Regions from separate parts of the Callithrix jacchus genome. Here region 1 is linked to region 2. The links are chromatin contacts, called in public Hi-C maps. All regions are on one chromosome and are shown on one strand. The core of a region is the stretch at or near the end of the contact, and the rest is flanking DNA. Distances in the headings are between cores, read along the strand shown.

The links. Hi-C and Micro-C count contacts between places; a contact is called where the count stands out from the background.
Region 1: a Hi-C map of skeletal muscle shows a contact between it and region 2, with 4 times the contacts expected there. The contact joins the promoter of ATOH8 here to the enhancer-like site in region 2. A contact is called at or near these places in 3 of 3 Hi-C or Micro-C datasets (induced pluripotent stem cells and skeletal muscle).

Annotation. Positions count from the first base shown.
Region 1 is chr14:27,242,120-27,247,649 of calJac240_pri, forward strand. ATOH8 (atonal bHLH transcription factor 8) reads right to left here and starts at 3,500. Exons shown (of 5, transcript XR_013526417.1): 1 at 2,316-3,500.
Region 2 is chr14:27,184,699-27,190,691 of calJac240_pri, forward strand. All of the region lies in intron 2 of ATOH8 (atonal bHLH transcription factor 8), which reads right to left. Among named protein-coding and RNA genes, the nearest start is that of ATOH8, 58 kb to the right of the region's middle. Within about 2 kb of position 2,918, at least 3 of the 16 cell types and tissues checked have an H3K27ac peak or open chromatin away from gene starts, as enhancers often do. A contact at or near this core is called in skeletal muscle, where this site is marked.

The DNA of each region.
Region 1 (5,530 bases), core at 2,250-4,749, 58 kb after region 2:
GCCTTGGCCGCTGGCTGTATGACCAGAAACGTCGTGGCCATATTTCTTTCTTTCCCAGCTAACAGAGAGGTGCCCACTATGGCCTGGCAACCTTTCTAGGGAAGGGACAGAATGGCTGGGGCAAGGAGTAAACCAACAGGAACAGGCGCTTCTGTGACCGTGCATTTGTGTGTGCTTTTGAGCACGTTCAAGGAGCGCGTGTGTGTGTGCTTGCATGAGGGTTTGCATTGCATACATACTCTGTCCGAGAGGGCATGGGTTCGCCTTCTGCTTAGACACGCTGAACTTGCCCTTTTTATAGAGAACTTCCTGAGGGAATGGGGGAAGTAAAAGGAGACCAGGATGAACAATCTCATTTCAAAGTGTACACCCTGCTGGGGGCTGGGGGGAGCACATGATGCTGATACAGATGGCACTGAGGGAAGCATTTGGCCAGAGGGCATTCCAGAAACTGCTGTCATCTTTCCTAACCCACTAGGTGATCTGGGACAAGTCTCCTTCCATCTCTGAGGCTCAGGGTTTCATACTACAAAATGAGTTAATCCAGTTTTCACAGGGATGTTGTTTAGATCAAATGAGACAGAATTGATTGTTGAATGAAGTAAAAGCCAGTGGGCACATGAGATGTAACAGAACACTCAGATGAGTATTCTCTCAGCACACAGAGAGGCAGCAGGGGGGCAGAAGGGCCCAGAACCAGCAGTCAAAGGCCATAGGTGCCAGCCCCGACCTGTTATTCACCAACCGTGAGGCTCTGGGTACATGCCTCCCCCGTCTAGGAGGGGCTTCCCTAGTGGCAAGGTGGGCAAGTGGACAGGCATCTCTGCCCTTCTGTTATCCTTCTGTCCTGGAGAGTGTGTGGCAGGATCCCCCAAGCACTGCTACCCCTACCCAGCAATGCAGGCACAGAGCTGCTGGCTCAGGGTAGGACTGACTGCTCCACTGGGCCCACTGCCCAGGGTTCCAGCTGGTGTGGCTGAGGGCAGAGGCCCAGCCTGATCTGTGACAGCCACTTGCCCCCGCCCCCACCCCACCTCACTCACCACTTTCCCCAAGCCCAAGCAAGACACTTTTGCTCAAAAGTCATAGGGCCTCTTTCCCCAGGGATTCCATTTCCTTTCCATGAGTAGACACAGGCACTACTGCCCCGCCCCACCCCAGCCAACAGGAGGAAGAGGAGAGTGATCCAAAAACAAGATCATGGTTTCTGAAATGTTTTCTTGCTGGATAAAACCCAGAGAAGTTGAGCAAAATTCCTGGAGTCACACTGCAAGTCAGCTGTAGAGCATGCAAAAAAATAAAACAGAAAAACACACACACTTCGAATTAGCCACATCTACCCTAACCCTTCTCTGAGCCCTGTGTCGGGTGGGATAGAACTCACCACCTCCTTCCTAGAGCCCCTTCTCACTAAGAAAATAAGAAGCCTAGAAGCCCAAGCCAGTACCAACCTTGTCTAAAGTGGAATTGTAAACTGCCCCGCCCCACCACGGGTAATTCTTGGGTTAAGCATTCTTCTTCTACCTGCTCAGGGGCACTGTTTGGTGAGGGCAGTCCTCACCAGCCCCAAACTAAAAAGTCCCCAACTCACCCCAGAACTAGACTCTGAAGATGCTCCAGAGAAAATCCCCCAACTAGACGGTCCCCTCAGCACGGTTGCCTGCTTCACCACAGGATGAAAGGAAGGGATCTCAGGGAAAGACTCCCACCAGCTCATTCCTGAGGCCACCCCTGGGGAGAGAGCACAGGCTTGTAGCGCGGGTTCTTGAGGATGCCAGGGCAAGGGGTGCATAGCCCGTTAGAAACCTGAATGTTTGGAGCATCACTGCTGGGAGCTGGGGGCTGAAGAGGGGTTGACCAGCTCCCCTAGACTGCCCCGCCGCAGCGTTCCCGGCCTCACCGCCAACAACAGGAGCCAAGACCCCGACCATGCCAAATGCCTGGAGAAGGGTTGCCCCCTTTCTCCCGCAACCAAGACCAGATTCCCACATTTCCCCTCTCCACTCCGCATGGCGCCCAGGGGACTCTAGCAGGCAAATACTCGCTGCCATAAAAGTGAACTATGAAGGCTGAAGTCAGACGCGCAGACAGCGTTACCCCCAAGGCGGGGGTGGAGGGAGGACTTGGGGGGTGCGGTGCTCGGGCCAGAGATCTCCAACCTTTTTCTCCACTTCGAAAACTATGATCCATACCAACGTTGTGGCAAAGTCACTGCCCCAGGGCTGTCCACATCTGTCTGGGCTCCCCAGGGTCGGACCGGGCTGGGCAAGTTGCCCCTTAAACACACCTCTATCCCGGCCCGGCCACTCGCCTACCCATTCCGGCAGTGGTCCCCGAGCGCAGTGAGGGCTTGCGGCGGGGAGCGGGTACCTGCTTCCTGAGCGCCTCGAAGGCTGCGCTGATGGTGTGCACCCGCGTCCGCTCCCTGGCGTTCGCCAGGAGCCTCCGGGTCTGCTGCAGGGCTTTGATCTCCGAGGAGGCGGCAGTCGCTTCGCCTGGTCGTTTCCTAGGCGACGCAGAGGAATCCGGGTGGTTATTGTAAATTACGTGTGAAATTGACGAGTAGGAACTTTCCCCGGGGCGCGCGGGGGGCGGGGGGCGCACTGTGGACTCCGGGGGCGCTGGCGGCGCTGGCGGCGCTGGGGGCGCGGACGGCTTGGGGCGCGCTGGCGGTGCGCACAGCAAGATGCGGGGACGCAGACCCGGCTCTCGGAAAGGCTGTGTCTCTGCGCCCCCAGGTGCCAGGCTCTGGGGCACAGGGGGAGGTGGCGTCGTCGTCGTGGGGAGTCCTGGCCCCACTGCGCCCAGGGCAAAGCCGCGTTTCCGCGCGTCGGAGACCTCAGGCACCCGGGAGCCCCCGTGCTCCCCGGCTGTGTCCGCGCCCCCTCTTGGAGGAGCGGCCGGCGCCACTGGGGCTGGCACCGGCACCGGGACCGGGACCGGCTGCAGCCGATGGGTCCTGTCCCGCAGCCCGTTGGTGGCGACGGCGCGGGGCTCGGGAGCTTCCAAGTCCAATCGGAAAGTTTTATAGCCGTTCGCGCGCCGCGCCGGCTCCTTGCCTTTCCGCTTGAGCTTCTTGAGGCCGTTCAGCTCTTTCACGCACACGGTCTTCCACGGTCCGTCCTCGAGGACCGGGATGTGCTTCATGGCGCGGGCGGCGCGCGAGGCAGGGGCGTGGGGCTGCCCGGGCCGCCGCCGCGCTCAGCGCCGAGGAGTCTCGGCTCTCCCCCTTCGCCCGCCTCCCCCTCCCTCTCTCCCTTTCTCCCCCTTGCCCGGGGCAGCTGCGCTGCCGGCTCCGCGAAGCCGCCGGGCTGTCCGTTCCCGGAGCGCTCAGAGTGTCATCTGAAGTCGCTGCCGCCTTGCCAGCATTTCTGGAGAACGCCCGCTGCGCTCCATCTGTGTTTGTTTAGCCTCAGTTTACACAGAAGCCCAGTTCGCGAGATCAGTCAGCGCCGCCGTCCGGAGAGGAGGCAGCTCCCGCCGCCACCGCCTCCCCAGCCCCGGCCGCCCGAGCCGCGAGAGCCTTTAAAGAAACAGGAAGCATTTTTCAAAACAGCTGGGCCGCCGGCCGCCTCCTTTGTCCGCGTGCTCCCTGCCTCCCCCCACCCCCATCCCCTCGGCCCAGAACCTGCCTCCATCGGCTCTCCCTCCCCTCCCCTACTCAAGTGTGGGACGCTTCTGGGTTCCCAGAGGACCATCAGCTCCTGCACAGCCTCCCCGAGCAAGTGATTTAGAGGCCCCTTGGCCTTTCCCCAAATCACAGCGGGGCCTTCTCTCCCAGGCCTCGTCGGCCTCTCAGTGACACAGCTCCGACCTGGCCCACCCAGTACCTTCCCGCCGGTCCCTCCGCCCCAACTCGCCAAGCAACAGAAAACCGGGGAAGCGGGGACTTCTGCGAGGGACCGATGGGGAAGGGGGAACTCCAGAGTTGCCCGACCCTCAGCCGCGTGGCACGGCAGCCCAGTCCACTATCACTTGCTGGAGAGGGAAAGCAAGAGGAGCAGAGGGCTTAAGACAGGGAAACTGAGTCTCCGAAAGCTCCAAAGTCACACAGCAAGTCACAGAGGCAGAGGAGGGTGGAAGCTTCGGATTTAGGCAGACCTAACGTCTGTGAGCCTCTACAGTCACCTCACACCAGGCGCCCTGCTAAGCCCGGATTTACTCATCTATGAAATTAGAAATTCGGAAAACACCAACTTCTAAGTCACAGCATTGCTCTGAGGAAGTAAAGCACCAGGCACATAGGAAGGGGTCGTCAAATGGGAGCTGTGGTTGTTACTATTATTATTATTATTTATCGAGGCAAAATAGCTCCTTGAGGCAGACTTCCTGGGCTCAAACCCCAGCTCTGCCACTCACTGTGTGACATTTGGAAAGACACTTAACCTCTCTGTGCCTCCCTTTCCTCGCCTGTAAAACAAGGGTCATAAGCATACCTTCCCCCCGCCAGGAGGCTGTGAACAGCCTCCTGTGTGCATGTATGCACAGGGTACTCATAGCAGTGCCTGGCACCAGGCAAGAGCTTGGCAGATGCCCACGTTTATTGACAAGGGGCAGAGATCTACCCCCCAGACCCTCAGTCCTCTGTGCCACTCCACTGGAGATTCTGGAAAGAAGGGATCCAAGTAGTAGGCCCTCACGTGTCCTCACCAGAGGACCACCTCCTGGCTGCTCCCTTCCGAGGCTCAGAACAGGGCTTTACTCTTTGCTGGTCCCTTTTCTGTGGCTGTTGCTTCTTAAGACAGGTGGGCACTAAAAGCCAGCAAGGTGGTTTGGGAGAAGATGGACCCTTGACCCTGGCCTCGAACTCTGATGAAAACACAAGGGCTCACACTGGAGTGCCTCTCTCCTCCAAGGCAGAATGTCTAGGGGTGGAGGAGGCAGATGGCAGGGTGGCCTGAAGCACGCGAGGTGCTGGGAGGTGGGATGGGAGTCTAAACAAAGCTTCAGAGGCGGCAGCAGGGAGCTGGGCCAGGAGCCCTGGTTGGGCCTTGGCTTTTCAACTCTGGAGCCCCATGACCATGAGCAAGACATTTCCTCCCACCAGGGCTCTACTTTTCTGTCTTTGAGGATATTTCTGTCCAGCCAACTTCTCAGGGTAGCTGAGAAACGACAAAGAGATCATGAATGTCAAAGGACTTTGACATAAGGATTTAAACACACACACACACACACACACACACACTAAGGCACATAGTTTTCTGACTATAGTAAATGCAAAATCTCATTTTCCCACCAAGGTGAGTGCCAGCATCATAAAGCATGTGTTCCCAGAGACCCCCTTCCCAGGACACCTGCGTTTTCCTGCATCTTATCTCTGTCCTGGAGGCCAAGGGTGTGTCCCCAGAGAGGAGCCTTCATTCTCCTGTCATTTCCCTGCTCAACCTCGAACCCTAAAGTCCTGCCCTTTGCTCCCCTTTGCAAAGCACACTCTTCCTCACCCTTTGATGACCAGCTCCAGCCCTGCTCCTCCTGTGAACCTTCCCTGCTTACCACAGCCTCCAGTTGTTCTTGCTGGCCTCTGCGCATG
Region 2 (5,993 bases), core at 1,668-4,167:
CCTGTTATATTTTGCATAAAATGATTCGGTCTGGGCTAGAAGAAAGAGCATTTCAGGATGGATCTGGCTCCATCATTCAATAGCTACAGGACCCTGAGCAACTTTCGGCACTCCTCCTAGCCTGTTTTCTTATTTGTAAAATGGGAATGAGTTTCCCATCTGCCAGGATCCTTCCTGCTCCCGAGTCCTGGCTGCTTTGAGGGTCCCCGCGAATGGAGGCTGTGGAGGTGCTGCCCATGCCGGGGTGTGAGGATCACCCTCCTGTGCCAAGCAGCAGCCGAAGCTAGCCCAGCCTGGCCAGCAGAGGGCACTGCCACACCATGCAGACTGTTCCTGCTCGAAGTCCACTAGCTTTCTGGGATGTACCCAGCAGCACAAGCATGTGGTGGCCAGTGTGCATTCTCCCCTATTCACTGGAGCAGTCCAGATGCCCTGACTCTCGGTCTGCCAATTTTTAGGCACAAATAACATGCCCCCAGGTCCTCTGGCTCCCTTGGGCTCTTTACTCATAGATCCTCAGCTGTGTTGGCACTGTGCCCTTCTGGAAGCCCCTGAGTGGCTCGCACGTGACCCCAAACCAGTCTGCACCCATATGGCACCACTGCAGCTCTGCCAGATATCTGGGTTATCCCACATGGCACCCCAGACTCCCAGCAGCCTCTGCCTGTACATGCATCCCTCCTCCAAGTATTAAAGGTGTGAAGTGGTTGGGGCCAGGAATACCCCCCATTCTAAGGGGTGGGGAGACTCAGCTACAAGTTCTGCAGAGGCCAGACCCAGGGAAGCCAGCCTATCCATGATCAATTCCTCCCTTCTTACTGCTGCACCAGATCACTGGGTCATCCTGTCAGCCCTCAAGCCTAGCTCCCCACAACTATGACTCCCACTTAAACCAATGCTTCAGCTCCCACAGAGTGCCAGGCATTCTCATACCTCTCTTGTCTCTCAATCCCAAAGTAAAATATAAGCAATCACCTCCATGGGGAAACTGAGGCTCGAAGGAAGGTTAAGCGACTTGCCCAAGACCTCGGGGAACTGCAGTGTCAGGACCCACACCCAGATCTCTGGATTCCAAGGGCCATGTTATTTTCACGACACTGTCGTGCCTCTTGGGTGTGGGCATTGGGGGTTTGGGCTGTTTGCGGGAATCAGGATGGCAGCTCTTGCCGCCCAGCGGAGGTGTGGGAGATCTGCTATGTGATCTCAGGCCTGGCATGGCCCATGCTGCGGTTAGAGTCATGTAGTTCATGGGCAGGCCTGCAGCCCCTCTGATCCCAGAATGGAAACCGTTTGCAGGCTGCTGTTATAGGGCAGCCCAGCCAGAGGCTCACACACCTGAGAGGTCTCTGCCGTTACCTGAGACAGCATGGGCTTCTGGCAGGCCCTGATGACAAAACAATTAAGAGGGCTGCAGGGGGAGGGGTGGACAGAGGAGCCACACCCCCGTGTGCTTGGCAGCAGACGCCAGGAACACAGGGGGACGCCCACATCGTCTCCTGCCTCCTTATACAAATTTTCTGGGGCTTCTCTTTTTCCTACATACAAGTCACCAGTGAGGACAATGTCACCAATCACCCAACATTTACCACCAGTGAAAATTCATTTCCACACATGGGAGACCCTGCTCTGCACAAGAGACTGGACCAGGCCTGTAGGGTTTTGGGGTTTTTTGGTTTTGTTTTTTAAGATGGAGTCTTGCTCTGTTGCCCAGGCTGGAGTGCAGTGGCACGATCTCAGCTCACTGCAACCTCTGCCTCCTGGGAAGCAATTCTTATGCCTCAGCCTCCTGAATAGCTGGGACTACAGGTGCGTGCCACCATGCCTGGATAATTTGTATTTTTAGTAGAGACAGGGTTTCACCCTGTTGGCCACACTGGTCTCAAACTCCTGACCTCAGGTGATCCACCCACCTCGGCCTCCCAGAGTGCTGGGATTATAGGCATGAGCCACCGAGCCTGGCCTCAGATCTGTAGGGTTTTGATGAGGGACAAGACTGAGGGAGAGAAACACATCCCAGACCAGCATGGCTCCAGTCAAAGAGAAGGGAGACTAAAGGCACTGGTTGGGGGTGGAAGTGTTGCAGCTCAGAGGAGCCAGCCTCACTGGAGGGGTGGCCTGGGAGTGGCCTGATGCACAGGCAGGCCCTCAACGAGCTTGGGGTGGGGGAAGGGCTGAGCCAAGGCTGAAGGTAGGAGGGGGCTGCTTGGGCTCTTGGTGGGCCAGAGTGGGAAGTGCTTGAGGGCACTTGGCAAGGCTGGAACTTGGACAATGGGATGAGGCCCAGGTGTGGGGACTCGGTGCCAGGCTGAGGATACCATGGACACATAGCTCACCAGCAGCTCTGGCCACCAGCTCCTCCTCTGTTACAGTTCAGAGTGTGGCAAAGCACCTGCACTGTGAAATGACCTGGGTTCAACTGCTCATTTGTTCAGTTGACTGGCCAGCCAGTCGACAGCTCTGTGACCTTGGGTAGGTAATTAACTGACCTAATTTCTGCCGTTAAAACGGGGTTAAAGCATTACCCCATGGGGCTGCTGTGGGGATTAAATGAATTGATTTTAGGCAGCACTTAGCATGTGCCAGGCTCAACATGGTGCTATCACTATTAATATATGTAAGTACTAACAGCTACCATTTAAGAAGCACCTACAATGTGCCAGGCTTTGAGCTAGCTCCCCATCTATATCATGTCTTTAACCTCCGAGGTAACTTACCACAATCATGCCCATTTTACAGATGAGGGAATAGAGGCCCTTGCCCACAGTCACAGCGTTCCCAAGTGGAGAGCCGGGTTCCCACCCAGGCCTGCCTAACTCCCAAGCCCAGGCTATGAGGAGCCAGCATCCGACAGCTGCGTCTTTCTGAAGGGGAAGGGGTCTGGGCCATGCAGACTGTGTGGTTTATGGACCACTGGATTTCTGAACCCAGCTTTGGGTGCATGTGTGCCTGGCACGTGGGGGCAGGAGAAAAGCTCTGTTCTTCACGCCGCGCCCCAGCTCACCCACTCCACAGACCCTCCTGGCGCCCACACCCAGGAGTCTTGGTTTTAGGCGACACATCGTGATGCCTGTTAAAAGCACAGCAGGGGAAAGGAGCCCTTAAACCGTCCAAATGTGTCCCTTGCCGCGCCTGATTCTCCCGGAGCCCCGGCGCGCCCAGACAGAAGTTGTGTACACAGGATTTTAGTATTTCCTCTCCGGCTCCAGCCCCAATTTGAGGGCCTGTAAAAGCTTGAATGGCGTCCAGTGCGGCGTGGTTTGCCTAAGCTTGGCTCCCGGCGCTGAGTCAAAGCAGCCCACACAGGGACCAGGGCGCCTGCTGGTGGGGGGAGGCGGGGGGCGCCTGCTCTGGGGGTGCGGGGGGCGCCTGCGGGGGCGGGGGGAGGCCGGGGCGCCCACACTCACGTCCAAGCCCAGCCGGCCGCCTTCCAGCCTCAGGGTCTGGCCCCGCTGCCGCTGAGCAAACCTGAAGTCCCGGGATACACTCGAGGCGGTAGGCAAGGGTGGATTGCATGACCCCCTTCCTCCCGCTGTGCCTGGGAACCTCTCCCACTTCGTTGGGGTGGGGACTCGGGGGAGCTCCCTGTGGCTGGGAGGCTGCTCCAGATGTCTTCTCTGAGGCTGAGAGGCTCTTCTAGTCCCTGATTTTTAAACATGCCCCCAGCACCCCTCTCCCTGGCAGGAATCACCCATAACAGTGCCCAGACTGACCTGCTGTGTGAGTCTAGGTACTCACCCTCTCTGTGTCTCAGTTCCCTCATTTGTAAAACAGGGCGGGCTTGGGCTCCATCTCTGGCCCCTGTCAGACCCAGCACCTTGGAGTCTAAGAAGATTGGGAACCCCCTGGGCTGTAAATAAGGTGCTTGTGCTCTCCGGAGGGGACAAAATTTGCTGGGGGTGGGAGGTTCTTCTCCAGGTGCTGTGACATCATGACACCCACAACCAGCCAGTAAGGGGAGGAGTGTGCTTCAGGGTGCAGCAGTTCTAGGGGCAAGTGGCTGGGTGTGAGGGCAACAGCTGGGAAAGCTCTGAGCCCCTCACTCCCGGGAGTCTGGGGTCCCTGGAACCCTGAGCACAGTGGCCTCTTGTCCACACAACCCATAGGTCAGACAGGGCCCAGGCCTGGCACCTGAGGAGTCAGGTAGGCACACTCAGCCATGCTCCACAGCTCTGTTCTGCAGATCCAGAACTCGGAAAACCAGCTGTGTGTGTGTGCGCCTGTGAGCACGGGTGTGGTGTCTAGGGCTACATCTGACCTGAACAGAACTCATTTGGTGACTTGAAGTGACATGAGAGAATTTTAGTCTGTCTTTATCTCACTCCCTGGGAGTATTTATACCTTACATTTGTGAATATTAATTACAGTAATATGAATGTGTTTGATGACAGGGTCTGCCCCACTTCCTTTTCGGGGAGGGGGATTTACATAATAAATACCATAGCCTGATACAACTTTTCTAACCCCCCTTAAAAAAATGCACAACTTCCTGGCCCCAAGGGTTTCTGATAAAAAGCTGTGGCCCAGTGAAAACCGTAAAAGTGAAAGAGGCAGAGAAATGGCCGTGGCAGTGGCTCAGGTGGTTCTTCATGCATTCCAGGCAATGACACTGGGGGATGGGATCTGCTGGTCCCTCAGCCCATCGGGGACATGTCAGATGACTAAGAGTAGTTTAGGGGTTCAAATATATGAATGCTATGACCCACAAAGCACATTTTTTTATGGGTGGCTGAAGAGATTTTTTTTTTTTTTTTGAGACACAATCTCAGTCTATTGCCCAGTCTAAAGTGTAGTGGCACAATTATGGCTCCCTGCAGCCTCAAGTTCCTGTGCTCAAGCAGTCCTCCCACTTCAGCCTCCTGAGGAGCTGGTATGGGCACACACCACTATGTTCAGCTAATTTTTGTATTTTTTGGTAGAGAAGGGGGTCTCACTATGTTGCCCAGGCTGGTCTTGAACTCCTGAGCTCAAGTGTTCCACCTACCTCTGCCTTCCAAAGTGCTGGAAGCCACTGTGCTCAGCCAGGATTCTTTTGGTCTCATTGTGTAGTAATTATAGATTCATAGAAAGGTGCAAGGAAATGTACAGGGAGGTCTCATGCATCCTTCACCTAGACTCCCAATGTCTTGTTAGGTTACCATAGGACCATATCAAAACCAGGAAACTTGGTACAGCCCTTAGAATGGTTCCAGATTTCACCAGATACACATGCACTCTTATATGTGTGTCAGGGCCCCTGTGTCAGCTCAGCTCAGAAAGGGTCAGCAGGAACTCAGTGATGGTGCTTGCGTCCCACTCTGCTTAGCACTGACCACTGCCTCCACCTAGGGCCTGGCTCTATTTAAGAGGACCCCTCTGGGATGGACAGGGATGAACTGGGACCCACTGAGGCATAGGCCTGGAATGGGAGTGAAATACAGTGGGCTTCACGGTGTCAGGTCCAGAAGGCAGAATGTCTGAATTTGTGCCATGTACCAGGAGTTCCTATGGCAGAAAAAATGTCATCTTGCTGGGAGAGCTGGTTCACACATGTAATCCCAGCACTTTCGGAGGCTGAGGCAGGTGGATCGCGAGGTCAGGAGTTCGAGACCATCCTGGCCAACATGGTGAAACCCCATCTCTACAAAAATACAAAAATTAACCAGGTCTGGTGGTGCACGCCTGTAGTCCCAGCTACTTGGGAGGCTGAGGCGGGAGAATCGTCTGAACCCGGGAGGTGGAGGTTGCAGTGAGCAGAGATTGCACCATTGTACTCCAGCCTGGGCAACAGCGCAAGACTCCATCTCAAAAAAAAAAATAAAAAAAAGAAAGAAAGAAATGCCAACTCTGGTCATGTTTGGGGACATGCCTCTGCTTGACAATATCCATTTCCCCTTCTTCCTCGTAAAAACCCAATTCATTTGGAATAGAAATGGGCCTGTCCCACATAGAGGCTCCATGGCTGGTCTATATCAAGCATGACAAGTCTGTTCCCCAGTTCCCCAGCCCCCTTGCAT